7 separate regions of the Mus musculus genome follow, and regions 2, 3, 4, 5, 6 and 7 are each linked to region 1. A link is a contact called in public HiChIP or PLAC-seq and promoter capture Hi-C data. All regions are on one chromosome and are shown on one strand. The core of a region is the stretch at or near the end of the contact, and the rest is flanking DNA. Distances in the headings are between cores, read along the strand shown.

Region 1 (4,111 bases), core at 1,169-3,668:
GACCACAGATTTTATATGCTAAATTGTATTAAAACTGCACATTGGTTTTTAAACCATTCATTTAACTATTCCAGCTAGACAGAGACTAGTTAAGACATGAATTCAATGGAGCTTAAACATCAATATCAATGTCTTGGGTAGCTTAAAAAAGAGAAAGAGAAAATGAATGAACACCTTGCCAGTTCCAGGAGGCCCCGCCAACAAGACAGCTCTTCCAGCCATTTTCTTGCTTTTGATTAATTCTACAATGACGCCACATGCCTGCACAAAACAGAAAGAAACAGTCAGTCTTAAATGCATAATGGTGGAACCAGCTCAGGGCTTGGTCCACACAGCTCGCACACTCTTTTGACACGAGACAGCTGTGATACCAGTGCTGTGCTGTGGAGTGGAGCGGTGGAGGTGAGGTAGCAAAGCCACGTGCTCCAGCTCACACCGTATAGTTGCTGCCACGAAGAGAGAAGGGTAATGAGACGCTGAGTGGCTACCGAGGGCTGGGGGTGGGGTGGGGGTGGAGGGGGACTTTCTCATACATTGTATGTAACATTTGAAGCCCTGGGCAGAAGTCTACATTTCAGCCGGGCAGTAGTGACACATGCCTTTAATCCCAGCACTTGGGAGGCAGCAGCAGGCAGATTTCTGAGTTTGAGGCCAGCCTGGTCTACAGAGTAAGTTCTAGGACAGCCAGGGCTATACAGGGAATCCCTGTCTTGAAAAAAAAAGAAAAAGAAAAAGAAATCTACATTTCAGACAAAAATTGCAAACTCAAAATAACCAAAGCATAAGTTTGGTATGTCTAAGCGACAACATGCTGCAGCAGCCAAAGTATAGTGAACAGAATGGAAAAGGGGAGGTTGAGGCAAGCAGGGACCAGCACAGACCTAGTACTTAACAGAGTCTGCAGGGCTGTGCATTCCAGGCCAGTTTGACTACAGCAACATTATCTAAACAAAAAGGGTATGTATGCTATGAATCCACCCAATAAAAGAATTGGCAAGGGCTGGTGAGATGGTTCAGTGGGTGAAAAGCACTTGTAGTGTAAACCTGAGGACCTGAGTTCAATCCCTGGATCCCACAGTGGAAGGAAAGAACCTCTGACCTCTACCAGAGCACCATGGCAGTCACATGACTGCACTGCATTTGCGCACATTTTGTCAAACAGGAAAAGAAACAAAGAAATATCAGCTAAGGAAGCCAGGTGTAATGGCCCACACCTTTAATCTTAGCACTCAGGAGGCAGAGGCAGTCGGATCCCTGTGAACTCAAGGCCAGTCTGGTCTACAGAGTCCCAGGACAGCCAGAGCTACATAGTGAGACTGTCGTGAAAACAAACAAAAATAAATACCGGCTAACATTCAAAGAATAGGAAGGATAAGATATGGAGTACCAGAGGCTGCTGGTGTGGGTGCAGATGCAGGTCTAGAGCAGCCTCTGAAGTCACATACACAGAAATGTCACATGGACAGAAATGAAATAAGAAACAATAGACTCAAAGCTGCCTGGCCAATAGAAAGCATTAAACTGCTACTACCTGCTTGCAAGAAAAGATGCAAGCATGCTAGGGTCAAACATTTCCCTTTTTGGATAGATGATGCTCTTTGCTGCTGGCACTTTCTGTGTGCAAGAGGCTGAGAAAGCAGTCTTCACCACATGTAAAAAAGCAAGTTTTTGTAGACACTGAACCTCTGCAGAGTTCAGAGTGGAGGAGGCTGAAGAAATGGGAAGAATACTGATTTGATGGGGGTTAGGGGGAGGGAGATACCAGCCTCATTACTGCTAAACTGGCAGGTGGTTAAGCGGCCTAACCCACCTTTAACTTCTTCATGTGCAAAACAGAACCGATAGAAAGACCTGGCATGACTTTAGGAAGACTGACCTGGAAAAGCTGGAGTGCTTGGATGGGGAATAGATCAGACAGTCCTCACCGCTCCACTTAACAGATCAGCTCCCAGGCCCAAAGAACCCATATCAACTCTGAAAACGTAGTCAATTCTATACTTAACCGCACAGCCTTCCACTGCGTTTCCGGTGAGGTCTAATTTGCGTGCCGTGACCCGCAAAGGATGCAGCCTTTGCTCGCTAGTGTGATCCTTACTTCTTAGATCTTAGTGGATCCTGGTCCCGCCGCCCACACCTCGCGCACAAGCCCCACGCCCACCTCTCTCGCGTTCTCCTGGCCCACGAGACCCGAAGCCGCCTGCTTGGCTAGGCCGCTCTCGTCCAGCCCCAGACCCTTCACGTGGCTGTGGGAGGCGATGCGCTGCGTCTTCGTGGTGCTCTTCACCTCCTCAATCTTCATTTTGCCGAGTGTCTAGGAACACAACCTGCGTGGAGTGGTAGGAACTACCGCACGCCAGGCGCCTGGGTTACCACGCGGCCGTTACTAGGCCGCTCTCCTGGACCCGCCCCTATCAATATGTCATTGGGGGAGGCGAGAAGGCTTCGCTTTCTATTGGCTAAAAGCTACGCTGGTCACGGCTGCTGAGTTTCGCCCAGTAACTTCCGTCTGTGTCACAGGATAAGTTCCCCCAGGGCAAACATTTCCTGCCCTGGCCACATTTGACTGAGAACTGCTTAAGTACTTAAGCACTATTAATGTGAATGACAGGTTTTTAATTATAAATGCCTCTTTTAATGCCTATTTTTTTTCTTTAGAATAACATATTTGTGCCAGGGTGAGTTAACTTCTTCACTGACAGATGTTAAATCTTTTCCAGGTGCTTGGATGTCCTGAGAGAATCATCAGCAAAGCAGCTGCCCAAACTTCTCCAGTGCTCACCGAATTATTTAGACACCCAGAGAATGCCCCACTGCTCCCATTTTTTTTTTTCCAGAATACACTAGATCCTGAAGGCACTATTCCAGCCAAAACTTTTCAAACACTTCATGCCATAATTCTGGTCATCATATGCCCAATAAGAACCTTAAAGAAACTCGGCGGTGGTGGCGCACGCCTTTAATCCCAGCACTCGGGAGGCAGAGGCAGGCAGATTTCTGAGTTCGAGGCCAGCCTGGTCTACAGAGTGAGTTCCAGGACAGCCAGGGCTATACAGAGAAACCCTGTCTCGGAAAAAAAAAAAAAAAAACAAACAAACAAACAAACAAAAAAAAAAAAAAACCCTTAAAGGAAAAAAAGGAAGGAAGGAAAAGAGAAGATGTGTTTGTGTAGCCTTGCCTGGCCTAAAACTCCAGGGCCCCCACCTGTCTCTGCCTCCTGAGTTGCTGGCATTAAAGGTGCTACCACCATACTCTGACCAGATATTTTCATCAGTCTGGAGTGGGTGCAAGTCTCCAGGTAGGTGAACAAAAGCTGCCTGTGAATGGTGAAACTATGGTCCTTCATTTGAATAATCAACGGCTCTGATATTGGTGCAAATATGGTAGTTTGTTTTCACAATCCACCTTGCCATAGTCCAAATTTAATGCTTCATTTTCAAGAAGGGCTATACTAAGGACGGCAAACACTCTTGCTTACTCTCTCAACATTCTGGCTCTCTAAGCAGGTGTCCCTCACTTTTTTTTTCTCGAGACAGTGTTTCTCTGTATAGCCCTGGGTGTCCTGGAACTCACTCTGTAGACCAGACTGGCCTCAAACTCAGAAATCCACCTGCCTCTGCCTCCTGTGTCCCTCACTTTCCTCACTTTTAAGTCAGCCAGGAGACACCTTCCTGTGCTGTGCAATGTGTAGCTGTGGTGCAACTTTAGGCCCATTGTTTGATTTCTCAGTCTTTCCACCTATATTAATAGTATTGTGGGCTGAGCCGGTAATATGAAGAAGACAAGCCTAGAGACTGTAGCAGTGAAGACTGTGATGAAAGGCAGCTAGAGAGTTCTAGAGTAAAATAAAGACAGAGTAAAAATAGAGAGTTTCTAGACTGGAAGCAGAAATGGCATGTGACTGGCAGCAGAGAAGCCAGAGGCAGGGATTGCTAGACAAGTTCCAAGGAGTGCCAAGTCTTTTTAAATTTTTTAAATTTATTTTTATTTTTATTTTTGGTTTTTCAAGACAGGATTTCTCTGTGTAGCCCTGGCTGTCCTGGAACTCACGCTGTAGACCAGGCTGGCCTCGAACTCAGAAGTCCTCCTGCCTCTGCCTTCCAAGTGCTGGGAT
Region 2 (4,111 bases), core at 1,116-3,615, 400 kb after region 1:
GGAAGGAAGGGAGGGAGGGAGGGAGGGAGGGAGGGAGGGAGGGAGGGAGGGAGGAAAGAAGGAAGGGAGGAAAGAAGGAAGGAAGGAAGGAAGGAAGGAAGGAAGGAAGGAAGGAAGGAAGGAAGGAAGGAAGGAAGGAAAGAAGGTGGGCTGAGAGATGGTTCAGCAGTTAAGAGCACTGACTGTTCTTCTGAAGGTCCTGAGTTCAAATCCCAGTAACCACATGGTGGCTCACAACCATTCATAATGAGATCTGACACCCTCTTCTGGTGTGTCTAAAGACAGCCACAGTGTACTTACATATAATAATAAATAAATGTTAAAAAAAATAAGGAGGAGGAAAAGGAAGGTGAGGAGGAGGAAGAAGAGAAGGAGGAAAGAAAATAAGAAAGAGAGAAAGAAACAAACAAAGAGAAAAAAAGGGACAGAGCACATTAGACAGGTGTAAGGATTTGTATTCCCAACATGTGGAGATGGAGGCAGGAGGCCCAAATATTCAAGATCTTCTTCAGCTACATATAGTAAGTTTGAGCCCACAGTAAGACTGGGTTGCATGAAGTTCTGTCTTAAAACATGCAGAAAATTAAAGCACCACCAAAATACCATGTAAAATAGAATACAACTTCCAAAGCATGAATTCTTGCCAAGTACACACAAGGCTCTGGGTTCGTGTCTAGCACTCACGCTATAGTTCCTCAGCCAGAACCACATTTCTTCTTCCTCACTAACTGAGGTCACCATGGAGCTGCCTGGGACCCATGTCCCTTTTATGCTCAGTCTTCCTTATCCTGTGGTTTTCATCTTCAAAGTGTCCCCTTAAGACCAAAGATGGCTATGACACTTCCCCATCACTGCCCAGTTTCAGATAGGATGAAGGGGGACATGAAGCCACCAACTGTACTTTCCAGTTTAGTCAGGCTTCCTTTGTGAACATGTCAGGGAAGCACACCCTGCAGCTTGTGCTCCACCTCCTTGCCCACATTGTCACCTGGTCACTTGCTTCCAGCAGGGAACACCGACAGATGTAGTTGGTTTTTTTTATTATTATTATTGTTATTGTTATTATTATTATTATTATTATTATTATTATTATTATTATTATTTTACATGTGTATGTGTGTGTTACTGGTGTGTATGCCTGTGCACAGCATCAGTGCTGCTGCCCACAGAGGAATGAAGAGGCCATCAGAACTGGAGTTACAGATAGTAGTGAGCTGCCTTGTGTGTGCTGGGAGTTGTGGTCCAGTCCTCTGGAAGAGCAGGCAGTGCTGTTAACCAATCAGCATCTCTGCAGCCCCCAGATGCAGTTCTTTTGTTAAGACTTTGTAGCCTTTATTACCAGTGTGTGCCACCTTCCTCAGCTTTAACGACCTTTTTAACTTTAGGACTCCTCAAGGCTGAAAATGCTGGTGTGGTGGCACAGCTCTGGAGCTTCAACATTCTGAAAGCTGAGGCAGAGGGTTTCCTAGGCTACATAGTGAACTCTGGTCTGCTTTGGATTATGTAGAGTGAACCCCTGTGTCAAAACAAATCAATAAGTGGGTGAATGAGTAAAGAAATATAATTGCAGCGTTTGTTGGGAATCTCCTGGGGAACGGTAAAGCTACAGCCATGCTACACACATTTCAGAGACAGATTGAGCCTGAGAACTACCCTCCCCTTACATTTCTTTTTTTAATTTTTAAGATATATTTTATCTGGAGCTACAGAGAGAGAGAGAGAGAAAGAGAGAGAGAGAGAGAGAGAGAGAGAGAGAGAGAGAGAGAGAGAGAGAGAGAGAGAGAGCACTCAGTGGTTAAGAGGACTTGCTGCTCTTGCAGAAGACCCAGGTTTGGTTGTCAGCATCCACATGGTGGCTCACAACTGTCTGTAACTCCAGTCCCTGGGGATCCAATGGCCTCTTCTAACCTCCACTGGCACCATGCACACGTGGTACACAGACATATGTGCAGACAAAAACACCTATACATATAAAAAGAAATAGATAAAAAATGTAAATGTCAAATAAATTCTGGTTGCCCTTATATTCCATTCTAGTCAATGGAGAGAGAAGAGAGAGAAAAAGGGTGTATACAACGTCCTTTCTTAGTACTGGAGTCAAATCCAGAGGTATGATCATGTCAAATAAGTGCTCAGCCATCTATCCACACCCAACACATTTTTCCCCTCTAATTTACTTGTAAAAACAGTACAGAACACCAGCCATCTTCAAATGGTGGGGGAGATGGAGTCATGGCAGTCTGTCTTAGTCCACTGGTAATAGAGGCTTTAACTGTGTAGCCATCACAGGGGCCTGGGCACCTTCAGGAGTCTGAGCTGGAGTTAGAGCAAGAACAGGAACTGAAGCCTGGCCTTAGGCCAGAGCTCCCGCTTCCGTTTTGGTTTGGGCTTTGTTCTTTGGTTGGCAAAGCCACAAATCAGCTTCCTGAGCTTGGTGAGAGTCTGGAAAGCATGTCGGTAGAGCTTGCAGTTGAGACTCTTTGGAATCCCGGGCTTAGCCTCCTTAAGGCTTCACAGAGGCCTCAAAGCCTTAGCTGTGCAGTCACTGGCCTCTGGGAGTTTGAGGTGGCTTCCACAGGCTTCTGGGCTTCTTGGCAAAGTGCATTTCCTCAGAAACGTGAAGTCAATGTCCTTCAGAGATTCCTGTTGTTCTCACCTGGGTTTCTTGATGCCGCTTCTGTGCTACTGGGCGGGGGGTGGGGGTGGGGGTGGGGTGCTCATAGGGCTTGACCTCATGAAAGAACCTGAGGTCAAGAAAGTATTTGAGAGATAGACAATAGTGATAAATTAATGTTCTGTTGTTGTTGTTGTTGTTACTTATTCATTTTACATCTTGCTCACTGCCCCACTCCTGATCAAATCTATGTTCTTAAAAAATACATCTCTCCAGCCGGACGTGGTGGCACACACCTTTAATCCCAGCACGAGGAAGGCAGAGGCAGGCAGATTTCTGAGTTCGAGGCCAGTCTGGTCTACAAAGTGAGTTTCAGGACAACCAGGGCTACACAGAGAAACCCTGTCTCAAAAAACAAAGAACAAAAAACAAAATAAAAAATAAAGATTGTGACTACAGTTGCTTGATTAGCCAGAACCACATACAAACTGTGGTTATGAGGGCCAGGGGAATGGCTCTGTTGGCGAAGCATCTGCCATGAAAGCACACAAACCTGTTCGAGTGTGCTTTTCCTGTAAACACTATGACCAAAAGCACCTTACAGAAAGGGTTAGTTTCACTTTACATTTCTACATCACAATCCATCACTGAGGGAAGTCAGGGCAGGAACTCAAGGAGGGAACCTGGAGCAGAAGCCACAGAGGAAGGTGGCTTATGGCTTGTTCTCTGCCTCCTACTCAGTTAGTTTTCTCATACAGCTCAGGCTGCCTGCCTAGGGGTGGTGCTTCCCACAGGAGGCTGGGCCTCCCCCATCAATCATCAGTTATGACGATCTCTCAAAGACACCATCACAGGGCAATGCTTCTCTTGAAGTTCCCTTTCCACAGGTGATTACAGGTTGTGACTTTTGGTATCAAGTTGACACTAAAAGCTAACTGGACAGGACCTGAGTTTGAAATCCTAGCATGCATGTAAAAGCAAGATATGGCAGGTAACCTCTATAACTTTAACTCCTAGAGGAAATAGGAGGGTCAAATGTAACAGGCCCCAGCCAGACCTTAGCACAACTGACTCCATGATGGAAATACCATTAGGGTCATAAAATTCAGCACGTAGACAGTACCACTTGCCAAAATGAAAATAAATACCTAATCCATCAAAGTCCATAGTTCTGGGAAAGTCCCTAAATGTGCTAACCTTGCTTTTGGCTTCTGTAGTTTTGCTTCTGTCTAACTGTTCTTGTTAACTGAAGTTCTTGTATATATATAGTGATTAAAGGCTCATGACTACATTGGAGATCCTGAACACTTGTCACCAGCTGACTAATAAAGACTTTCTATTGACTTAAACCCATGTTTGAGTAGTATTCTTTGGTGGCGACCTCACAACACAGAGACAGGCAGATTCCCAGAGCTTGAAAACCTGAGTCCAATCCCCATAGTCCCCACGGTGGAAAGAAAGAATGGATTCCATAAGCTACCTTTGACCTCCATACAT
Region 3 (4,111 bases), core at 857-3,356, 410 kb before region 1:
TTCCTTTTGGAGGACCCAAGAAAATTAGAAAAACAAAACCAAAACAAAATCAATCGGTTACTCTTGTTTGTTTTTGTTTTTCAAGACAGGGTTTCTCTATGTAGCTCTGGCTGTCCTAGAACTCACTTTGTAGACCAGGCTGGCCTCGAACTCAGAAATCTGCCTGCCTCTGCCTCCCAAGTGCTGGGATTAAAGGCGTGCGCCACCACGCCCGGCTAAAACCAGTTACTCTTAAGAAAGCTAGCTGTAGCATCTGTTGTCCAGTCTCTGTATGTTGAGAAAGTGTAGGCTTAAATGAAGTCTGACTGGAACAGTCTGAAAGGCTGGGCCAAGTGAGCTAATTATTCTGAAAATGTCCCGGAAGCAAGTCTTTAGAGGAAATAGCTTTGATACAGCTGAAGTAGGATCAAGCAAGAAGCTGGAACAGTAGGTCTCAGTAGCTCAGGATCCTCGAGGGTGAATCCTGTCAGGGCTGCCTTCTTGGTCTTCCATTCTGCAATATACAAACCTTATCGACATTTGCATTGAAAGTGCGGGGTGCGGAGATCAATTAAGAATGATTTTCTGCTGTTTGAACAGGTGAAAGACAACTGTCTTTCTTTAGAAGTTAGTCTGATCATATAATCAAACTCAAATCTCCATTTACACTATCTGAAAAGATGGTATGTCATAATAAGCCCTGAGAATTTTGTAGTCAATACAATTTGTTGTCTGTATATAGACATTTAAGTCCCAGAGCTGTCCCCAAGTATAGGGATCAGTGTATACATTACCCATCTTGTTGATCTTGCCAGTCTTCCTCTTCTTGTCTGTAGCCAAGATCTTCAGGGAGTCGCCCTCTGTCAAGTCTGATCCTTATTATTTCGGAAGGAGTCCAAAGCCTTTTCTTCTTTTTTAAAACACAAACCTAGAGTCTCTCTCCCAACACAGCATGCCTTTAAGTACAGACTGATTCAATCTAGTAGAAGACTAGGCACTGGGTTTCCTGGAGCTGGAGTTACAGACAGTAGCAAGTGTGGGTGCTGGGAACCAAATCTGGGTCCTCCAAGAGCCACAAACTCTGTGCGGAGCTGTCTCTCTAGCTCCCCTCCCCCACCAGACAATCTTATGTCGCTCAGACTGCCCTGGTCTTAACCTGAATCCCTTCTAGTGCGGTACAAATATTACAGGCGTGGGACAGTCACGCTTCAGTCAGTGTTTTCACTGTCACTTAAAGAAGTGAGACATCTTTCTATCTGAGAATTGCCACAGTTTCTCTCTGTATCTAGAATGGTTTCGCCAAAACCCAGCTTACCCAACATCCATGCATCCTATAAATGTCTCCATAGAAGGTCCCCTCTGCCTCCGTTTGTGCTTAACCTGCCTTCCTACACTTGTGGCTCTGGAACATGCTGAGGAATGTTCCTGCCCTCCTGACACTTAGGAAGAGCAATGCCTGTCGGATTTGCCATATTGGCACAAAAAGAAACTTGAAGTCAAGGAGAAGCGCTGGCTAGAGAGAAAGGTGACTCCCACAAGATGTCTGAAGACAAGGACAAATCTCCTCAGGCTGTGAAAGCCAACTGGAAATTGGGGGTCTAAACTACCCCTGGAAGCTGTAGTGGGTCAGAGGTTAAGAGCATGGACTGACCCAAGTTCAGTTCCCAGCACCCACATGGTGGCTCAACAACCATCAGTGGACTTCAAACACGCACGTGGTGCACATATGTACATGTAGGGAAAACATTCACACACATAAAATGAAAATAAACTACACCCGGCACAGAGTTCAGCTCTCTGCTCTTGCCCAGTCCCTTCACCAAAGCCTGGTCCTCTCCGGCCTTCAGGATCCCCAGGCCACGTGCCCCAACAGGTCCCTGCTGATCCTGGCCTCTGTCTCCTTCGCTGTAACTGGGGCCCGGTCTGCTGCACAAAAGGTTCGGGACCCGCTTCCCAGGGAGGTCCCCCCCCCCGGGTGGCGAAGTGCTCGAGGCCCGAGGTGCAGGTGCGAAGCCGGACTCCGCAATAGGGTCCCGCCCCCGATCCCTCCGCTGCATCGATTGGGCGGATGAGCGCGTGAGTGGCGGGTACGCAGGCCAACGGGGCGCACGCGCGCCGCCGCCTTCGCTTTGCGCGCCCCCGAGGCCGGCCCGGGCGCCGCGGCGCTGCGGCTGCGGGCGGCAACGCTGCACCATGGCCCGGCCGCTGCGGGCCGCCCGACTGCCGCCGCCGCTGCTGTTGCTGCTGGCCGCCGGTGAGTGGGGCCGGGCCAAGCCGCGAGGGCGCAGCGCGCCACGGGCCAGTGCTGGCAGCGCCGCAGAACAAAGGCTGTGGGGCGCGCGGGGTCGGCCGCGCGCGGGGAGGAGGCGGCGGCGCGGGGCCTGGCGCGGGGACCCCCCAGGCGCCCTGTCCTGGGCGCTGGATGCTCCGTGCCACGCGCGCGCTCGAGGACGGCGGCGGCGGGGCCGCTGCACCAGGGTGTCCGCGCCCCACCCCTCGCCAGGTGACAGGTGACAGGTGACCAGTCTGCGGCCAAGGAGCAGAGGGGCGTGTGCGTGTGTGCGCGCGAGGGTGTAGAGAAGCTCAGCAGGGAGGCGAGAGCGCACGGGTGACACCCTTGGAGAAATCGCATCGTAAAGGTCCGGCGGGTACCCAAAGCGCGTGGGCCGGGGATGCCGAGGGCCGAGAAAGAAAGAGCTGCGTGGCCGAGGTGGATGTTTACATGTGCGTGGAGCTTGCCTGGGAAGGCGTGTGCGTGTCGTTGTGAACGCGTGTCCTCGACTGCGCGGGGCAACTTTATTAGGAGCTGACAAAGGGGTAGGTCTGCGACAGCGACTGCCGCCATATGGGGCTGTGTGTGAGACTCGGGTACGTGGTTTTCATTCAGCAGTCACTCCGGATACCTCGTTAGTGTGGGCGTGTGACAGGTCGGGGCCTGAGGCAGGTAAGAAATATGTGTGTGAGGGAGAAAGAGACAGCTTCTCAGGGTAGACATGGGATTCAGGGGTGTGTGCGAGTGTAGGGGGCGGGCACAAAAGCTTGACAGGCTCAGAGGCAAGCCGCCACCACAGAAGGGGAGGGAGGAAGGCTGACTGCAAAGGTGGGTCAGACCAGGACATGGGAGAGCAGCTTTCTCAGGGAAGATCGGAGCTGGGACCCTGTCCTAAGGTGGGCCTGGGGCAGGAGCAGGGTGCTGGGCTGGGTGGGCTACAAGACTTGGTGAACGCGTGTCCTCGACTGCGTCGCTTCCCCTCCAGTGGAGACAGGCATGGGACTGGCCACTAGTGCTCAGGCAGTTACCCCACCAAAACCCACCCAGTGTAATGTATACAAATTCGAGGAGGCGTCTATGTGAAGTCAGGTGAAGACCTTGTTTGATATGAATAGGTGGTGGGCCCTTACTTTGAGACTGTCAATGATAGAACACCAGGAAAATGTCTGGAGAAGGGCGGAGGTGGGAGAACGCTGATTAGGGTTGTACTTAACTGTAATTCCAGCTCTTTGGAACCTAAGGGGCAGGAGGATTGGGAATCCAAGTCCAGTCTGGGCTGCAGAGCAAGACCCTGTCTCTAAATAAATAGATAGATAAATAAAACAAAAAGTCAGAGAGGTAACTGACCCCTCACACTGCTGTGCCTGCCCTGGGCACATTTTATGGGGAAGTGTCTATTGATGTTGGCCTGGGACATCTACACAGACCACCCAGATCTTTGCAAAGCTCTGGGAGGTCTGCTCTCTCTCTCTAGGTAGGGACCACACCATCTCTGCCAGCAGTGCAAGTCAGTATGGAGACCTGACTCTCATGACCCCATCCTGGTGACCAGTGGGATGACAATCAGGGTCCCTCCTTTCCTCTTCTCTCCCTCACCCCGTTTGTATGCCCCCATCTCTGTGCAGGCACACGTGTGTCTATCAGCGTGCCTCCTTTCTACACCTTTGTGTAGAAAGAAGAACGCTTCACTCATGCACTCTTTCTCAGCGGCAAACATCAGTGGAGTCGGGTGGGGGTGGGGGATGGGGGTGTGGGGTGGGGGTGCATCTCTGTTGTGGCTGCCACTCCGGGCTGTGGGGGCAGAGTGGCAGATGCTGCCCAGCCACCTCCCATGCTGGTGTCTGCTAAGGGCTTAGGGGG
Region 4 (4,111 bases), core at 414-2,913, 350 kb after region 1:
CACACATACTCTCTCTCACACACACACACATACACACTCACACACGTGCATACACACATTCTCTCACTGTCTCTCATTCTCTCTGTCTCTCTCTCTCTCTGTCTCTCTCTCTCTCTGACTCTCTCTCTGTCTCTCTCTCTGTATGTCACACACACCTCCCCTCCATAGCCATCCTGTGCAACATCTTCAATGCATGCTGTGTGGATCTGGGTCTGGCCCAGGCCACGGGAGCTGATGTGGAGCAGAGCACAGAGACATACAGTTAAAACGAAACCCTCCAGGGAATCCACTAAGAAAGCTCTAGGTGGGTAGGAGAGTGGGAGGAAGGTGGGGCTTCCGCTCTCTTTTCTGTGCCTTCTGGACAGTTTGAAGGCTTGCTATGAGCATGCATTGTTTTTACAATTGAAAACACATGTGCACCTCCTGGAGCCTACAGAGGAGTGCTGCAATGGGCCCAAAGGACAGAGGAGGAGGGAGGTGATAGCAGATGAAGTATAAGCTTGGGTGTGGAGACAGAAAGCTTCACGCCGGGTAGGCCTTCTCCATACACTCATGGGGGCCCCACTCATACTGGGCCCCAACCAGCCACCAGAGTCTTCCAGTGGAGCAGGGTGAGGGCCGAGGCCCGGGTCCTGTCTTGCTCCGTTGGCCCTCTGTGCTTGGATGCCTGTTCACTGGAGCACTCAGCTCACCTCCCACGGACTCGCTCTCTGGAGCTCCTGACATACCATTCATGAGCTGACCACAGCCACCTAGGACCCCACAACCCCACATGGAGTCGGGCTAGCCTAGGAAAGAGGAAAGGGCAGCTTTGTCCCAGCAGCCAGGCTTGGGAGGACAAGCCTCTCATGTGACATACATATTCCTGCTGAGTAAATCACTCCAAGGATCAAAGAGCCACCGTGGTCTGCTGGCCCATCAACCCTAGTCTCGACTTATCGGCTGCTGCCTCTGATGCCCAAGGCCAGCAGAACATTCTGGCCCCCATGGACCCAACCCCCAGTGATTACCCAGAATCCCCGGGGGGGGGGTGCTGACCCAGTCAGATGGGTCCCCTGCTTTCTTGATCACACAGATCCTGTTTGTGACCTACCACTGTTTTCTGTCTTGGGGGTTCAGAGAGCATATTTTGTTTTGTTTTATGAATTTTGGCTTTCTGTTGTTGTTGCTGTGCAGAGCCCTCATAGGTACCTGACAGCAAGGGCTGAGGGCTTCAGCTCTTCAGCTCTTTCTCATTCTCAGTGTTCCCTGGTGTCCTCAATAACAACTTCTACTCTGATGATTGCAGGGGGTGTAGCTGGCAGGAACTAATGGGGGCTGGGCTGTGCTTCAGTACCCTAGTGCACCCAAGCTCTGGGTCCCATCCCTGCACCAGGAAGAAGTCAGAAAGGAACCAGTGGTGTAAGGGCCCAAACCTAGAATGTGAACCTGTCAACAAGGTGACTGTCTGGGGCCTCACTCATCCCTGATCCTCACCGGAGCCCTCTGCGCTGGATCTCAGGATGAGCCTACGTCAGATCAGAGCGTGAGGCCAGCAAGGCCACCCACAGCCAACGTGGGCAAAACAGGGACGAAGGGTGAGAGGCCCCAGTATCCAGGCTCCTTCCATCTCTGCATGCAGACACCCACCCTCTGTCCACCCTGAGGCCCAAGCAGGGGTGGATTTGCAGGGTTTGGAGTGCCCTCTAGTGGCTACAAGGCTCCAATTCAACCCCTACCCGAACCCCATATAGCAAGGTGAAACCCAGCTCTTCCCTGACCCTGTGCCCTGGGGCCAGAGACACCAATTCACTTTGCAACAAGAAAATCAAGGGATAGGCCACATGCACAAAACAACCAGAGCAGCCAGAGGTGCTGCCCCGCAGTGCTGTGGTACATTCCAGGGGCTACAGCCTTCATTGAGTGCCTGCTACCTGCTCTGTGACCTCAAAACAAGAGATTATTCTCTTCTACAGACAAAACTCAAAGTTGCTCTACATCCCTGATCTAGAAAATGTCCAGAGCAGTCCCCACATGTCACTGTGCAGAGAGGCATAGAGGACCCCAGTCCTCTGCTGGGGGCTGGAGGACACCAGTGCTCTGTGAGCTGCCAGGCTGCATCTTCTTATCATTAGCACTGTAGTGTGTTCCTGTTACCCAGCTGGGACTGCCACCACCAAAGGAGCCACCCCACTGGCAGACTCATTTCAGGCTCACACCACTCTAAGGAACAAACATTATTGCATTTTAAAGATGGAAACAAAGTTCCTAGCGGTTGGATGACTTTGCCAAGGCTACAGGTCCCGGAAGACAGCTGCAGCATCCCACCTAACCCAACCCTACCTTTCTATTTGCTTCCTAGTGAGGGTTTATTTTCCAAACCTTTGTAAATAGCCCCCACACCCACCTTTAAGAAAGCTTGGCAGCCAGACATGCTAGCGAGTGCCCTTAATGCCACAGGGGTTGGGTTAGGGAAGATGGCAAAGGTTTGAGGCCATCTCTGTTTGAGGCCGGCCTGCTCTGTAAGAGTTTCGGGCCAAGCTGGGAGGTGGTGACATCTACCTTTAGGGAGACAGAGGCAAGAGGATCTTTGAGTTTGAGGCCAACCAAGTCTACAGAGCAAGTTCCAGGACAGCCAGGGATTCACTGAGAAATCTTGTCTCAAAAAACAAACAGCAAATAGAGTTCCAGGCCAGCCAGGGCTGCAAAATGAGATCCTGTCTAGCACTGATTGATTGATTGATTGACTAATATGGAGAGAAAACAGTGAAAACCAGACATGGCATTACACACCTGTAATCTCAAAACTTGGGAGGTGGAGGCAGGAGAATCAGCAGTTCAAGGTCATCTTCAACGACATCTTGAATACAAGGCTCACCTGTGATACATGAGACTGTCTCAGAGAGAGGGGTGAGGGAGGAAAACTGTGTAAAGCTCAAATGCAGCAAAAATCCAAGAAAGTGACCCATGACGGTGAGAGACCGGTCAGTGGAGAGCACACAGTCTAGACGCAGCTCTGTGTCCTTAAAGAGATTTATGTCACCCACGAACAATCACTGCCCTGCGCCCCAGGAACAGCCCTGCATGACTTCTAGCTCCCGTTCATTCTCTTCAATCCAGGAGTCAGGGAGGATGCAAAAGAGGGAAGGGGGCCGGGCGTGGTGGCGCACGCCTTTGATCCCAGCACTCGGGAGGCAGAGGCAGGCGGATTTCTGAGTTCGAGGCCAGCCTGGTCTACAAAGTGAGCTCCAGGACAGCCAGGGCTATATAGAGAAACCCTGTCTCGAAAGACCAAAAAAAAAAAAAAAAAAAAAAAAAAAAGAGGGAAGGGGTCCCTCCGCCGGGGACTGGGAGGTGGACAAGAGGGAAGCCAGAGAGGTGTTCTTACCTGGTCACACGCGTCACGGGTGAATGATGAACTGCCTGCATTTGCTGCATTTGCTCTGAGTATTCCAACGTAACAAAGGCTACATTTTTTTTTCTTTTTACAAAATAAAAATTTAATGTCTTGATAAATATTCTTAAGAAATAGACTGTGTGATGTTTTAAACCTTTCTAAACCTTTTGGATATCCTTTCAAAGGACAATTGTTAACATTTTAAGCACTTTTGACTAAAATTCCTCACATAAAGGAATATAAACTGCAAATGCTAAAAGACACTGCACTGCTTAGAAGGTTTGCTCGCTCCTTTATACAAGTATTTGACACATACAATACCAAACAGGGCATCGCTTCCCTTTCCTTTCAGAAAAATCATGAGTTTTCACTGGTTAAAACCAACTTAAAATTATTTATACACGAGGGGAAATGAATGTAAATACAAAAATCTATAAATGTCAATGAACTCTCATATTGAAAACCTACTCAGGTACAGCTGTTTATAAGACTCTGAGACAAGACCCCACAGCCAAGCACCCTCTCCCTGATGGGGGTAGCAAGAGTCCTCCCAGAACATGAGGTGCTGGCACAGGAATCTTGAACTTCCACCATGTAGAATCCTGGGAAATCAGTGCCACTGTAGTAAGCCACCCAGCCAACTGTTATAAAGACAAGGAAAACCTCGAAGACGCCCTGGGAAGACACTTATCACCCGCAGGCACTCACACAGGGGTGGGTGGATTCCGAGCCTCG
Region 5 (4,111 bases), core at 967-3,466, 330 kb after region 1:
TTCTACTCTGTGTGGGGCTGCTATTCCTCTGAAAACCTGTACTGGCAAGCACCTAAGGGCTTCCAAAATACTGTGGAACAAAACCGAACAGAGGAAGCATGCTTAGGCCACGTTCCCAAACTCCCCTTCCCCGGGAAGTACATGGCTGAGGAGAAATGCTGTTCCCTACGGCTTGATCCCCAGAAAAAGGGGCCCTCCTTGGCCTTCAGCCTGGAACAATGCAGAGAGCTTCATAGAGGGCAGGTGCGTGTGTGTGTGTGTGTGAGGGGGGTGCCTTCCTGAAGCTTCCCAGGACAGGGCCCCGGCCAGCAGGCTGGACTTATTGTCTATTGTCCCAGGCTGGGACAGGAAGCACTTTCTGTTCCCAATTGCTTGTGTAGATTAATTTACAGTGAAGGAACTCAGAACTTTGGCTGCACCTGTTTTTCCAGAGGCCAGCTTCTGACTCAGGGGGGTTCTCGGGAGGAGCCCCCTGTTTCAGGGACCAGTGCCCCCAGGGCCTTCAGCTGGAGCCACTGCCTGTCTCGTGAGTGCTGGGCATGGGCTCTGGGAGCCCCCGCCTGCTTGCTTCAGTCATCTCAGCTGCTCTCTGAAGAGGCAGCCTAACCAGGGGAAAGGTTAGCCACATGGTACAGAAGTGAAAACCGTCAACAAAGCTCCTGCCCTTTGAGGATGGCATCTCCTCTTTCATCAGAGATCCCTTTTCTGACCCCGGCTTAGGCAGATAACAGACACGATCCTTTTATTTTCATATGATTGGTTCTGGAAATCCATTCTACGGATGAAGAAACAGGGCAAGAGTGGCCCCTTCACAACTGGACTCTCAGCCCTTGGAAGGCTAAGTGAGTCTGAGGTCAACCTGGGTTACATAGTGAGGTCTAGTCCAGCCCAGGCTACAGAGGCCCAGTCTCAAGAAGCTAAAAGCAAGAAAGGAAAGGGGTGGGGAGGAAGGAAGAAAGGAAAGGAAGAAGGAAGGAAGGGAGTGAGGAAAGGAGGAAAGGAAGAAGGGAGGAAGGGAAGAAGCAGGGACTGTGGCTGAGAATGACCATAATGACTTAGGTTGCCAGTGGACATATGCTCTGGGTCCCTGAGTTCTTAAGCCTAAAAGTCTCCATAGAATAGATGCAACTTAGTGTCGCTGGCCTATGTGCCTCACAACAGATGCTCTGGAGCAGAGAGACCAGTGCCTTCGCCATCTTCTCTGCTCTGCCCCCTGTAGGCCCACTGCCTAACGCCAGCCTGGGGTGGCCTTGAGCTGAGGTAAGCCCCACGCAGTCACGTTTTCACGTGGAATTTGCATACCTTTCTTTTTTAAGATTTATTTATTTTATGTGTATGAGTACAGTGTCAATGTCTTCAGACACATCAGAAGAGGGCATCAGATCCCATTACAGATGGTTGTGAGCCACCATGTGGATGCTGGGAATTGAACTCAGGACCTCTGGAAGAGCAGTTGGTGCTCTTAACCTTTGAGCCATCTCCCTAGCCCATTGCATGTTGTTCTATTAATAACTCTGGTAATATACTTCCATACACTGGGCAGGTGGAAGAAATCTGTCTGCAGGGGTCACAGTGCCTGTGGGCCCAGCTTTCCCCTCTGCTCTGTGACACCACCCCAGTGCAGACAGTAGACACCTGCTGGACACAGCTTCCCTGTGCAGCTGGTGTGTGCTTCCCCGTGGGAAGAAGAGACAGGGTCTAAGGGACAGTGTCACTTATCTCCAGGTACCCCTGCCTCCCCATACCCACTGTTTATCACCACTGACCCAGAGGCAGCACTGAAGGATGCTGGTGTCTGGTGGGGTGAAGGGTGATGACCCTCTTTTAGGGCTCTCCTTAGCTTTCAGAGGATGACTCCCTTGCACAACTGAGGCTGGCTGCCTTCTGTGGTACATCCAACTCAGCTCCTTGACTTGGGTGACTCAGGATGGCTCTGCTCTCCATGACTTGTCCAGCCCCTCTGCCTACCAGTCCACTGTATGGAAGGCCACGGCTGCCTCTGCAGGGCTGCTTCCTCTAATATCGCATGGCCCCAGATCCAGGTCTGCCTGCCGTCCCCCTGAGTGACAGAGCTGCCCTTTGTGAAGGGGGAGATTAGAGGCGGGCTGGAGGCTGCACGGCTTCGCCTCGATGACAGGGGCCGTCAGCCCTGCACACCGCAGAGCCCAGATCCAGGAGAGTCTTGACAAGCCTGGAGGGGTTCCAAGAGGGGGACGGCGGGAGGGGGACAAGCGCCTAGCACACAAAGGCCGAGCCTGTCTTCACACCTGCAGGGACGAGCAGAGTCCAGGCCGGGGGAGACGGGGCTTGTGGGGGATGAATAATTCGCTCTGAAAGAAGCATGTCACCGGCAGATAGCTCAGCCAGACACTTCAAATAAAGGCAAGCAGCCACAGTGACAGGGGACATTCTTTGCCACCGATGTGCTGCTGGGACCTAAGTGCTGTGATGTCTTGAAAGAAAGGCATCTTGAACTCTTCGTAGTTATTTTTATTAAAAAAAAAAAATAAGAAGGAGGAGGAGGACGAGAGGAGGAGGAGGACTAGAAGAAGGAGGAGGGAAGTGGGGAGATAGGGAGAGGGAGGAGGGAGGGAAAATACCACCTCGGAAGCAGAGATGAGCCTCAGTCCTATGGAGCACTGCATCTGGCACCTTCATGTCACTGTTATCAGAACGTGGACATACCTGCTGCTTGGTCAGCTCCTGCCACCCCAGGCCCTGCCAATTGCCTGCCCAGGAGTGTGTCTCACCCTGCCACCCCACAAGCACTGCCCAGACTTCCTGAGCCAACTTGGATGCTCTCTGCCCACCCCAGACGGCACCTCTGGTTCTCACTCTCTCCTCCTCAATCCTCTATCCACCCAGCCAAAGCCTGCAATCCCAGCACTCTGAGACCTGAAGCCCGAAGCAGAAGGATCCCAAGTTCAAGTTCAAGGTCAGCTTGGGCTACACAGCAAAACCGAGAGAGAGAGAGAGAGACAGAGAGAGAGAGAGAGAGAGAGAGAGAGAGAGGCTTAAGCTGATTTATTCATATGTTCTCATGGATGAAAGTCCAACTATTAAGTGTGAAAATATTAGAGGATGATGTGTGTGTTTATGTGTGTGTCTGTATATGTGTCTCATGTGTGTGACTCTGTGTGTGTATGTGTGTGTGTGTGACTCTGTGTAAGTGTGTGAGCACGTGTCTCTGTATATGTATGTGTGTATATGTACGTGTGTATATGTGTATCTCTCTCTCTCTCTCTCTCTCTCTCTGTGTGTGTGTGTATGTCTGTGTGTGTGTGTGAGAGAGAGAGAGAGATTTTAGTCTATTTTCCACTGTAATAATCCACTGTCTGGATTAAGACTAGCTGTTTAGTGGGAAAAGAAATTTGTTGCCAAACTTGATGACATAAATTTAATCTTTGGAACCAAGCAAGGAAGAAGAGGCAGATCCCCCAAACTGCCCTCTGACCTCTGCACATGCATTCAAACGTGCAAACACATGCACACACATGCACAATAAGCAAATAAATATAATTTTAAAAGTTTAAAGACCAAAAGGGGAGCTAGAAAGATGGCTCAGTGGTTAAGAACACCAGCTGCTTTTGCAGAGGAGCCAGGTTCAAATCCCAGCACCTACACAGTGGCTCCCAACTGTCTATAACTCCAGTTCCAGGGGATCCAATACACTCTTTGACCTCCTTAGACACCAGAAATGTGGTGTACAGACTTACATGCAGGTAAAACACTCATATACATAAAAAATAAAGTAATAGAAAAATTAAGAAAAAAACCAGGTAAAAAGATTTCTTTACCTTACAGTATTGGGGGTGACATCCCAACAGCCCACCACTCCCTCCCTCAGCCCATCGTCAAGGATGGCATTTCAAGGTGACCAGAGGGAAAAGAACCACACTCTGAAATAGGAAGCTAGAGCTAGGAGGAGCCCGTCTTGGTCCTTATAGCGTCTACTTTCAGGTTACTCCACCAGTCCTGATGTTGCAGGGACCTAGTCACCTTTCCCTGGGCTCTACCTCTTAAAGGTCACCTCAGTGACCAGGGTGGGACCGATCCCAGAAACCCTAAAGGCAAACCACCTGGGTGGACTGTGGTGACAACAGGAATCCAC
Region 6 (4,111 bases), core at 1,125-3,624, 300 kb after region 1:
TAATCTCCACAGTGATCCGAACCTATACATGGCATTGCTCCTGCTGTGTGGAAGGTGTGGGGTGTGGGAGGCAGCCTTGGTTTTGCATGGAGGTAACGTCACAGTATTCCCTTTACTCTGGGAATTTAAAGGTAACCAGAAGGTTTCCCTGCTCATGGCATGCTGTAGAGATTTTCCAAAATCAACACAGAGGTGTGTAGACTCACCCCAAGCTCCGCCACGTAATGTGCCCTCTAATCTTAGGAGAATCATCTCACTGGAGAGGCCCTGCTTGGCACTGACATGTCTAAGCAGTTCTCCTTCAAGCCAGAGGGCATCATATTAGCTCAAAGCAGTCCACAGGACACCCAGCAAGAGCATCCAGGACAAGGAGGGCCGGAGCAAACCAGCATGGGGAGGCAGACACTGCCAGTTGGAACTGAACATCCATGTCCTGGGTCTGGCTGCTCTGTGCTCAGAATATCCCTGCTAGGTTGGCTCCCAGAGGACAAACAAAACCCTGAAATCAGCATCTCCCTGGAGAGCAAAGGGGCAGGACAGGCAGGGAGGACTGTGCTGCAGTGTGGGCTTTGGAGAAGGAGCACCAGGCTCAGGGCACCTTGGTGTAGCCCAAAGCTTGAGTGAGAGGTGTGTCTTTAACCCTAGTCCTGGCCAGTCACTAGAACCATACTGCCCCCAAGCAGATATCTGACCCTTGGGGAGCACCCCTTTTTATTCAGTGTTGTTTTAAGAGTGGGTTCAGCACACATCTCTTCCAGTGGTGAGGAGCCACATCAAGAATCTGTGGGTGTGTCCAAGGTACCTCTGAAAACCCAAACCAGGAAGGAGATGTGAAGTGGAAACTTAAGGGTTCTTTGGATGGTTGGATGGTGTTTTGCTAAGGCAGACTCGTGAAGGAACATTTAGCTGAAGCAGACACAGATGAAAGGATGTTCTGCTAAAGAGAGCACGTGAAAGGACACATGATGAAGGCTTCTTCGCTAATGGCACACATGTATTGGTCCGCCTTACACTGTGTAGTTGAGCTGCGTTTGTTGGGACTCCTTAGGGAGAAACACACCAAATAACTTTTGGTGGTGTACTGCAGTTTCTTGTCACTTCTGCAGACTTGGGCTGATTGGCAGAGTGATGTCAGCTGAGACAGACCCACGTGCTGAGGCAAGACCCGAGGAGGACATGTCATGTTCGGAGGATATACATAGGCATAATGGACAGTGACAGAGGCTGAGCTGGGCTTGCTTATAGAGCTTCCTGTGCAATGCTTGTGGGTCTCACATCTTCACTGATTTTCATTTCTCTGAGAGAGGCACAGCCAAGAACTTCTTCTGGCCTACCTCTTGGTCCCTTCTGCTGACTCAAGTCGAGGCTGAGGCCTAGCTGTCTAGGTAGTGCCACTGCTGATAAGTGTTTGCCATCCCGACTCTACCGAACGGGACTGCTGGTGTATCTGTGTAGTGCATCGAGCTGCCACTGCCAACCTATGAACTGAACTTCCAGACAGCACAGACAGGAGTTGCTCCAAAGAACCTTTCTAAATAGGTCCACTTCCCACATATCCTTTCTTTCCCACTATCTCTGGTAGGTGGTGGGCTAAAAGGAAGGTTAAGACCTTTAAGAACTATCATTAAAAACAAAGTTTGAAAAAATTAAAGTTACAGAGAGTGTTTCTCACTCCTTGTCTGCTCCCACTTTCCTTGCGACCCTTGGCCATGCTCTGAGAGGAACTTAGAGCACTGAGAGAGCATTCTCCTATTCGAGTCCATAGGACCCTAACAACTGGGACAATGGCTGGAGAGCATGTGGAAAGAGCCAAACCTGCTAGCTGGGTCACCTCTCACGATGTCCATGTTGAGGGGCATACAGGATGTAGTGAGGTCCTCTAATCCCCAGCGATCCCTCACATTCTTATCCCAATGATCATAACATCTACCATGTCCCCAGGGTCCCCAGAACTCTACATGTCCTTGAACATGGCTGAGGTTCACCCCAGGCATCTGGGTGTTTCCCTATCATGTGGCCTGGTGGGAGTTAGTCCATGGGGTGAGGTGGACCCTTCCAATGGGACTTGGAAGTTATATCTTCACTTGACCTCCAAGAAAAGCTTGTGACACGTGATGATGAGTTCTCAGAAGCCCAAACTCCTGTGTTTGGCACGTGGATGTCCCATCTCCCCTCTGTCACTGGAGAACAGTGGGACCCTCATCTCCAACCAGATCTAAGTACAGCCTGCAGAAGGAGCTCCCAGGTGTGGGGAGGTGTAGTCAGTACCTCTCACTCTCAGACTTCCTCCGGCCTCTGCGGGAAGCCTGGCTGTGCCAACTAGCACGTGTGGCACAGTGGCCTGGGTTGCAAAATATATCCGGCATGGCAGTTGGTGAAGTTATGCAATCACCCCCAACTTACGGAAACCACCTTGTGGTGCTCCTGCGGAGCAGAGGTGGATGGCCGGGCCACTCGGCTGGCTGCAAGCCTAAAGTGGTAGTCGGCTTCTTATAGGTCCCAGACCATCCATCAGAGCTCACCTTATGGATGTGGAACCAACCATTGACAGGGCTGGAGAGCATGGTCCGAGGAGCTGTGGTGGCCAGCTGGAGACAGGGTCGTGCCAGGGGTCAGTTGTCCCCGTTCTTGGGTGAGACAACAAGCTTCAGAACGAGGCTCAGGTAGCAAACAGACTTAGGGGAGAGTCCCTCAGAGCCCTGTCCCAGCTCCATATCGGACTTTCTCCTATTCAGAGCTCCCATAGCAGGATAAAATGAAGATGCGACAAGTTCATGGTGCGAGAGAGAAGCCTGATCCAATCTGCTGACATCCTGGGAATCATCAAGGCAACGTCAGGACGTGTCCTGGACAGCCATGCCTACCACAGCTAAATGGTCAGTCATTCCCGAGAAGGCTGTTTGGCCTAGCCAGTGGGATTCTGGAACTAAGCGAGGGTCACCCCAGCCTCTCCATATCTTCCCACAAGGAAAGAGTGGTCCTAAATGGAATAAAGCCCAAGTTATCTAGAATGGGACGCCAGCTTTGCCTCGCCCTCATGCCCTGGGTTGTCATAGCATTTTCTGCTCTCAGTTCTCTGAGGTTGAGGCAGATCAAGGACGTGAGAGGAAAAGCTGACTTTGTTCCAGTCTCACCACCCAGCCACACGTTCCAGCCCCAAGACTGGGAGAAGTGCCCTGGTAGAAATCCAGCCCTCTTGGTCTCCTCATCGCGACTGAGGGGTGATTCTGTGTGAATTCACACTGGACACTGTATAAGACAACTGCACCTTGCTCTTCTGCTCTACAGTGTATCTGAGGCCAACTTGGTAACACACACAGAGCTGCTCTGTCTGCCTCAGCTCCTGGGTTGTTTAGTGAGTGGATGTGTCAGGGCTTGTTGCACCCCCTCCCCCAGGACTGGACACAAGGTGACTGCCATCGTCTCAGTCTGACAGACAATGGAGTCTTCACCACCTTTCAGCACTTACAAAAGTTGCCTTGGAGACCCCCAACTCTGGAGTCCCTCTGTCAAATAGGATACGGGTTTCTTAGTTTAATGGCTATGGGAAGATACAAATTCATTAAGAAACAAATGCATTTTTCATAGTTTATTTTGTAATAAGCTTCTTTCTTGTGCGTATGCTTTAACACTTTACTCATGTGGCAGCATACATCAGATCTCATCTCTCTACATCTGAGTAACAGTCTCTTGTATGGATGAGATAATTAGATGTATTTTGACCTTTGTTTTACTGCCATTAAATCTTGTTAAGTATGAAGTTGTCTTATTTATTTTTGTTATTTTTAGTTACATGTAAGCATGTGTGTCTGTGGGGTGGGTGTACGTCCATGTGAGTCCAGGCACTCAACCATGAAGGCCAGAGGCATTGGGTCGCCGGCACTGGAGGTGCAGGGTCTTGTGAGCCACCTGGCATGGGTACTGGGAATCAAACTCAGGCCCTTGGGGCCTCTGCGGGAGCAGCACATGCTTCAGTCCCCTTCCATCCCCAGGCTGTGTTACTTCAGACCGACCATCCGTGTTAGGGCCACGGGCCGTGAGGAGCAGACTACAGACGGCTGTGGAACGCAGCAGCGTAACTGGGCCCCACTTCCAGTTGTCCTGACCGGCT
Region 7 (4,111 bases), core at 896-3,395, 270 kb after region 1:
GCCACCCAGGAAGCCTCCTGGATGGAAGAGACTGCTGCCATAGTCATGAGCTGCGGCGGGCACATAGGAGGGATAGGTGGGTATCGGGTGGTGTGTTGCAGGCTGGGTGCCCATGGTAGCTAGGCCCGGGCGCAGGGGACTGCCGCCTTCCATCTTCATGCTCTCGGAGAGTGACACTTGGTACTTGACGCCATCCTTGTCCTCACCCCGGGCTACACTACCCCCTGCAGAAGAAGAGGCCGGGGAAGCAGCTCCTGTTGTGCTGGGGTCTGGAGACACTTCTTTGGGTGGCGTGGGTGGGAAGCCGAAGAGATGGGAGCCCGAGTGGGCTGCAGTGGGGGTGAGGGAGGCCACGGAGCTCCCACTGCCTCCCCCGCTCCCACCCGCAGCCCCTGGGTAAACAGACAGAGGCCCTCCGGGTGCTCCAGCAGCTGAGGGGTGCAGCGGGGTCTTGGAGAACGGGCTGACGGTCCAGGGACTGTGGTGATGGGCAGCGGCGGCAGAGAGAGCTGCTTTGCCCCCGTCCAGCCACGGCAAGCCTGGGCTGTGCAACAAGTGTGGTCGGCACATCTGGCCTCCGGTGAGACGGGCTGTGCAGAGGGAAAGGGGGTGAGGATGACCAGGGGCTTCAGAGCCATGACCCGGGCACACAGGATCACAACTCAGCGAACTACCATCAGCAGCCCCACCCTTTAAAACATCAGAAACGTAACACCTCAGCCTGTAATCATCAGCAATGTCAGTGAAAGGCCGAAGGACAAGTGACACAGCAGCCCCACCGGACAGGGCCCAGAAGGATTCCCCCACCCCCACCCCCGCCAAGACACTTGGAAATGGACCGAAACCCTACAGGTCCCAGACCCTCCCTAAGAAGTCCCTGCCTCCATCTTCTTAGGCCCGATTTCGCAGCTGCTCAGATTCCTGTGGATCCCACATCCGGGAAGCAGCAACAGGCCGTCCCCCCTCCAAGGCCTGGCCCGGGCGCCAGGCTTCCAGAAACCTCGGGGGCCAAAGCTCACCATGCGCCGGGCTGTAGGAAACGCGCGCGCGCGCGTGGGCCGGGTTGGCGTAGTAAGGGTTGCCCTGCGAGTCGAGATGGTTGAAGAAGACATCCACCTCGTCGGGAGGCAGCAGCTGTGCTGGCTCCATGTAGTTATGCGCCAGGCCCGGATGGTGCGAGTCGGGGTGCTGCGCATTCAATACGGCGGGGTGCGCCATCCAGCGAGGCTGCTCAGGCGCCACCTCCATGGTCCACTACTGTGTCTTGGGAACCAGGCGAAGGTGGGGCGGCCCTGGATAACAGAGGGAATGTGAAGGACACTGCCGCCTTCTGACACCCCCATTCCCAAAGTCTGTGTCTTGAGAGCAAAGACGTTCCATCGGAGCTTCACTGAGGACCAGTCCCGGGTGGAAGGAAAGCGCAAGGTTTAAAACGAAAGGAAGGTGAAGGAAGGGGTTCAGCCTCATACACTTGCAGGGAAACTCGCGTTCCCACAGACGCAACTCCACATACACGAGGTCACACACACGGATAGGTCCTGACATCGGTGACCCCCCCAAAACGCACGCGGAACTGAAATCAGGTTCTCACACCGTGCCCCTGTCCTCTGGGCACACAAACACATAAACTCTGACTAAAAGTTAGAGACAGTTGCCTAGACATCCACTCTGGGGCACACGCTCTCCCACGCCCCCGTAACACTTTGACAATATATACACAAACTAACCCCCAACACCCCGGGCCACCCCAAAAAACGCACCCGCAGTTCCTGGGGCTGCGAGCCGGTCCCCAATGCACTCTCTAGCAGTCAGCCAACCTCTCCCCAAAGCATAAGAACGTAATCGCCCACAGGAGATCCTGGTCTGAGCTCCACAGAGATCCCTCCAACCTAGGAATGTCCACAAGCCCCCTGAACCTCAAACTTACACTCGCAGCGGCGCGGGAAGGGGAGGGCTCAGCAGTAGAGAGTAAGAGACACCAGGAGAGCCCGGGTACGGCGGGCCCAGCGACAGCGCGTTCCAGGGCCGGCGGATTCACGGGATAGGGGTGGGGGACAGCGCGCGTCTCGGCCTCCGGCCCGCCCGGCTCCGGCCCCTCTGCATCCTCCGGCCGCCCTGGCGCCAGCTGCCGACTCCTGCACAGACGTGAAGCGGGGGCCGCGCACGCCTATGAAGCCGGCGCCAGCCAATCAGCGCCGCGCGCCGCCCAGCCTCCGCCCCCCCATTGGCTGCTCCCGCCGCTTTGGCCGCTGGACTTCGGGAATGACCCGCAAGCTGGCCTCCTAGGCTGCCTGGCCCCCTACCAGCGCCCTCTCTGCGGCCTCTGATGCCAACGCCCCCCCCCCCCAGGGGACCTTCGCCGTGGGCAGACCCTGCACCCCTCCGGCAGACGCTCAGGTCTTCCAACCTCTGCCCTCCCAGCAACTAGGCACGAATAGGGTCCCTGACTTCCCAGGAGCCGAGACGTGCACCTTCTGGGTATCTCTCTGCTGGGACCACAGCTTTCTACTCTCGGGCGGAGCCCCACCTCCACTGCTACGGACGACGGCCAGCCCAAATCCAACTGACTCCCCAAACTCTCTGTCCTTCTATCAGGGATAGCTGTGCAAGAGGCTGGTAGGATCCGCTGGACAACATGAGTCTAGGGATTGTGGACTTCTCTAGGGCACCCGAACTTTGAGCACTAAGACACTTGAGGCTGTGCTAGACCAATAATGGTCGCGGTCAAGCCAGTGGCCCAGGGAGGGGGAAGGGCTCCGGGCGGGGCCTTAGTAGACCACCAGGCTGAACTGCCTGGGGCGAGGCCGTGGAGCGGGAAACTGGCGCCAGAGTCGGCTGAAGGGAGACTCCCGGGGTATTAACCATATATATTTTTTCTTTCTAAGGGTCCCCGAGACGGTCTTTAGGGAGAGGGAAGCAATGTTGTGAGCACTTTTTCCCCAAAGTCACCTGGAGTTTTTCTCCACAACACCTCCATTCTGGAGAGACAAGTGAGTTCAGTGGCGAGTATACAAACCTAGCTCCCTCCCTGGCTATAGATGGGAGACCTAAACTCCAAGAGTCCAGAAAGAAGCTTGTGAGTCCAAGACTTTTAGGGGAATCTAGACAGGTGCGATGGATTGGCCAAGCTTGGAGCCCTCCACATAGCTCCTCTATCTTTGCAGGGACCGAAACCCCTAAAGAATAATTCCAGAGGAGTCCCAGGTTGGTCCCGAGCTGGGGAAAGGCTGGGGTCCCCGCCGCCCCCAAGGATGGGGGAGGGGCGGCAGGATTGACAGTCCGTAATTGGGTAACTGGAGGCGGCTTCTCCGGCCCGGCGGCCCCGCCACCGCGACGCCGGGCCCCTGACGTCACCCGATTCGCCAGGAAATGAACTTTTTAATAATCCAAGGAGGGTGGAAAGCCCTCGGTCCCCTCGGCTCGGGGGGCGCCCAGCCAGGAGGGCTCAGCTTCTCGGGCGCGCCCCCGTCACCCCCTCCCAGGTCCTCTGCGGACAGCGCTGAGGGGGCGCGCGCACGGCAGGGCCTCCTCTGGCCTCTGCGGCTGGCGTCCATCTGTCTGTCCGAGGCCCTGGAACAGGTAAAGGCCTGGGGCCCGGGGTGCAGAACTCCACTGGACCGGAAACCCGCGCCTCTTGCTCCCTGGCGCGGGGGGGGGGGGGTCCTGCTGTCCGCTGTATTCCCCGCGCCTCTGTGCTCCAGAGCCATCAGGGGCCCAGGAGGCTCGGGAGTCCGCGCCCAGCCGAGGCGGGAGGTCTAGCAAGAGGGATCCAGGGGCTAGAGGGGCGCGAGACCGCAGTGCCTCGGGGTCGGCTGGGCAGGTGGGTGGTCTCAGTGCCAGCCAGATTCGCGCTCCCACTGCGCGGTTCACTTAGGACCCGCTTTCGGGAAGGCTTTCTCGGCTTCTCCCAGCCTTTAGCCCATGATTCTCCATTAACGAGCAAGGCGAAATCGTCGTGGAGTTTCCAGATTGTTCTATGTCCCTGGAACCTAGCAGGAGATTCTAAAGGCCTCTCAAAGCCGGCGATAACCCCATTTTCGACAACGGTACCCCATGCGGCCGAATTCCATGGCCCTGCAGAGTTCTAGGAGGAGAACGCGGTGCGCAGAGG

Evidence for each region. Promoter capture Hi-C pulls out the DNA fragments that hold promoters and counts their contacts. HiChIP or PLAC-seq counts read pairs in DNA pulled down with a chosen protein or histone mark.
Region 2: an H3K4me3 HiChIP or PLAC-seq map of bone marrow-derived macrophages shows a contact between it and region 1, with 5 times the contacts expected there. The contact joins the enhancer-like site here to the promoter of Ruvbl1 in region 1. A contact is called at or near these places in 8 of 39 promoter capture datasets (the 3T3-L1 cell line, HPC-7-derived erythroid cells, cranial neural crest and 5 more) and 8 of 115 datasets of contacts at active chromatin or transcription factors (the SCID.adh cell line, bone marrow-derived macrophages, embryonic limb bud and 4 more).
Region 3: an H3K27ac HiChIP or PLAC-seq map of embryonic stem cells shows a contact between it and region 1, with 5 times the contacts expected there. The contact joins the promoter of Podxl2 here to the promoter of Ruvbl1 in region 1. A contact is called at or near these places in 13 of 39 promoter capture datasets (the 3T3-L1 cell line, the C10 cell line, the HPC-7 cell line and 9 more), 1 of 115 datasets of contacts at active chromatin or transcription factors (embryonic stem cells) and 1 of 9 other capture datasets (embryonic stem cells).
Region 4: a promoter capture Hi-C map of the HPC-7 cell line shows a contact between it and region 1, with 8 times the contacts expected there. The contact joins the enhancer-like site here to the promoter of Ruvbl1 in region 1. A contact is called at or near these places in 18 of 39 promoter capture datasets (the 3T3-L1 cell line, 3T3-L1-derived adipocytes, the C10 cell line and 13 more), 1 of 15 datasets of contacts at CTCF or cohesin (the NIH/3T3 cell line), 5 of 484 Hi-C or Micro-C datasets (the HPC-5 cell line, bone marrow-derived DN3 thymocytes, bone marrow-derived macrophages and 1 more), 22 of 115 datasets of contacts at active chromatin or transcription factors (acute myeloid leukemia, bone marrow-derived macrophages, craniofacial prominence and 13 more) and 2 of 9 other capture datasets (adipose tissue and embryonic stem cells).
Region 5: an H3K4me3 HiChIP or PLAC-seq map of bone marrow-derived macrophages shows a contact between it and region 1, with 10 times the contacts expected there. The contact joins the enhancer-like site here to the promoter of Ruvbl1 in region 1. A contact is called at or near these places in 10 of 39 promoter capture datasets (the C10 cell line, the HPC-7 cell line, HPC-7-derived erythroid cells and 6 more), 1 of 15 datasets of contacts at CTCF or cohesin (the NIH/3T3 cell line), 4 of 484 Hi-C or Micro-C datasets (bone marrow-derived DN3 thymocytes, bone marrow-derived macrophages and conventional dendritic cells), 19 of 115 datasets of contacts at active chromatin or transcription factors (acute myeloid leukemia, bone marrow-derived macrophages, craniofacial prominence and 10 more) and 2 of 9 other capture datasets (liver and macrophages).
Region 6: a promoter capture Hi-C map of hematopoietic stem and progenitor cells shows a contact between it and region 1, with 3 times the contacts expected there. The contact joins the enhancer-like site here to the promoter of Ruvbl1 in region 1. A contact is called at or near these places in 15 of 39 promoter capture datasets (the C10 cell line, the HPC-7 cell line, the SN4741 cell line and 10 more), 2 of 484 Hi-C or Micro-C datasets (bone marrow-derived macrophages and nephron progenitors), 11 of 115 datasets of contacts at active chromatin or transcription factors (bone marrow-derived macrophages, embryonic basal ganglia, embryonic forebrain and 6 more) and 1 of 9 other capture datasets (adipose tissue).
Region 7: an H3K4me3 HiChIP or PLAC-seq map of craniofacial prominence shows a contact between it and region 1, with 5 times the contacts expected there. The contact joins the promoter of Gata2 here to the promoter of Ruvbl1 in region 1. A contact is called at or near these places in 17 of 39 promoter capture datasets (the C10 cell line, the HPC-7 cell line, cranial neural crest and 10 more), 2 of 15 datasets of contacts at CTCF or cohesin (the NIH/3T3 cell line and pro-B cells), 11 of 484 Hi-C or Micro-C datasets (the G1E-ER4 cell line, bone marrow-derived DN3 thymocytes, bone marrow-derived macrophages and 7 more), 27 of 115 datasets of contacts at active chromatin or transcription factors (DN3 thymocytes, bone marrow-derived macrophages, craniofacial prominence and 15 more) and 4 of 9 other capture datasets (adipose tissue, liver, macrophages and 1 more).

Annotation. Positions count from the first base shown.
Region 1 is chr6:88,463,716-88,467,826 of GRCm38.p6, reverse strand. Ruvbl1 (RuvB-like protein 1) reads right to left here and starts at 2,418. Exons shown (of 11, transcript NM_019685.3): 1 at 2,159-2,418; 2 at 175-261. The coding sequence starts at 2,299.
Region 2 is chr6:88,063,560-88,067,670 of GRCm38.p6, reverse strand. No RefSeq gene overlaps it. Among named protein-coding and RNA genes, the nearest start is that of Gm38855, 12 kb to the right of the region's middle. Within about 2 kb of position 2,365, at least 75 of the 459 cell types and tissues checked have an H3K27ac peak or open chromatin away from gene starts, as enhancers often do. A contact at or near this core is called in bone marrow-derived macrophages and hematopoietic stem and progenitor cells, where this site is marked.
Region 3 is chr6:88,873,041-88,877,151 of GRCm38.p6, reverse strand. It overlaps Podxl2 (podocalyxin-like 2), which reads left to right and starts at 2,106. Exons shown (of 8, transcript NM_001347327.2): 1 at 2,106-2,233. The coding sequence starts at 2,173.
Region 4 is chr6:88,110,888-88,114,998 of GRCm38.p6, reverse strand. No RefSeq gene overlaps it. Among named protein-coding and RNA genes, the nearest start is that of Mir6376, 8.7 kb to the right of the region's middle. Within about 2 kb of position 1,663, at least 41 of the 459 cell types and tissues checked have an H3K27ac peak or open chromatin away from gene starts, as enhancers often do. A contact at or near this core is called in the HPC-7 cell line, bone marrow-derived macrophages, craniofacial prominence and 1 more, where this site is marked.
Region 5 is chr6:88,130,271-88,134,381 of GRCm38.p6, reverse strand. No RefSeq gene overlaps it. Among named protein-coding and RNA genes, the nearest start is that of Gm38856, 20 kb to the left of the region's middle. Within about 2 kb of position 2,216, at least 36 of the 459 cell types and tissues checked have an H3K27ac peak or open chromatin away from gene starts, as enhancers often do. A contact at or near this core is called in craniofacial prominence, where this site is marked.
Region 6 is chr6:88,164,509-88,168,619 of GRCm38.p6, reverse strand. All of the region lies in intron 2 of Gm38708 (a long non-coding RNA gene), which reads left to right. Among named protein-coding and RNA genes, the nearest start is that of Gm38856, 14 kb to the right of the region's middle. Within about 2 kb of position 2,374, at least 24 of the 459 cell types and tissues checked have an H3K27ac peak or open chromatin away from gene starts, as enhancers often do. A contact at or near this core is called in hematopoietic stem and progenitor cells, where this site is marked.
Region 7 is chr6:88,196,698-88,200,808 of GRCm38.p6, reverse strand. Gata2 (GATA binding protein 2) reads right to left here and starts at 2,145. Exons shown (of 6, transcript NM_008090.5): 1 at 1,928-2,145; 2 at 1,020-1,292; 3 at 1-590. The coding sequence starts at 1,248. It overlaps Gm38708 (a long non-coding RNA gene), which reads left to right and starts at 3,426. Exons shown (of 4, transcript XR_001785312.2): 1 at 3,426-4,111.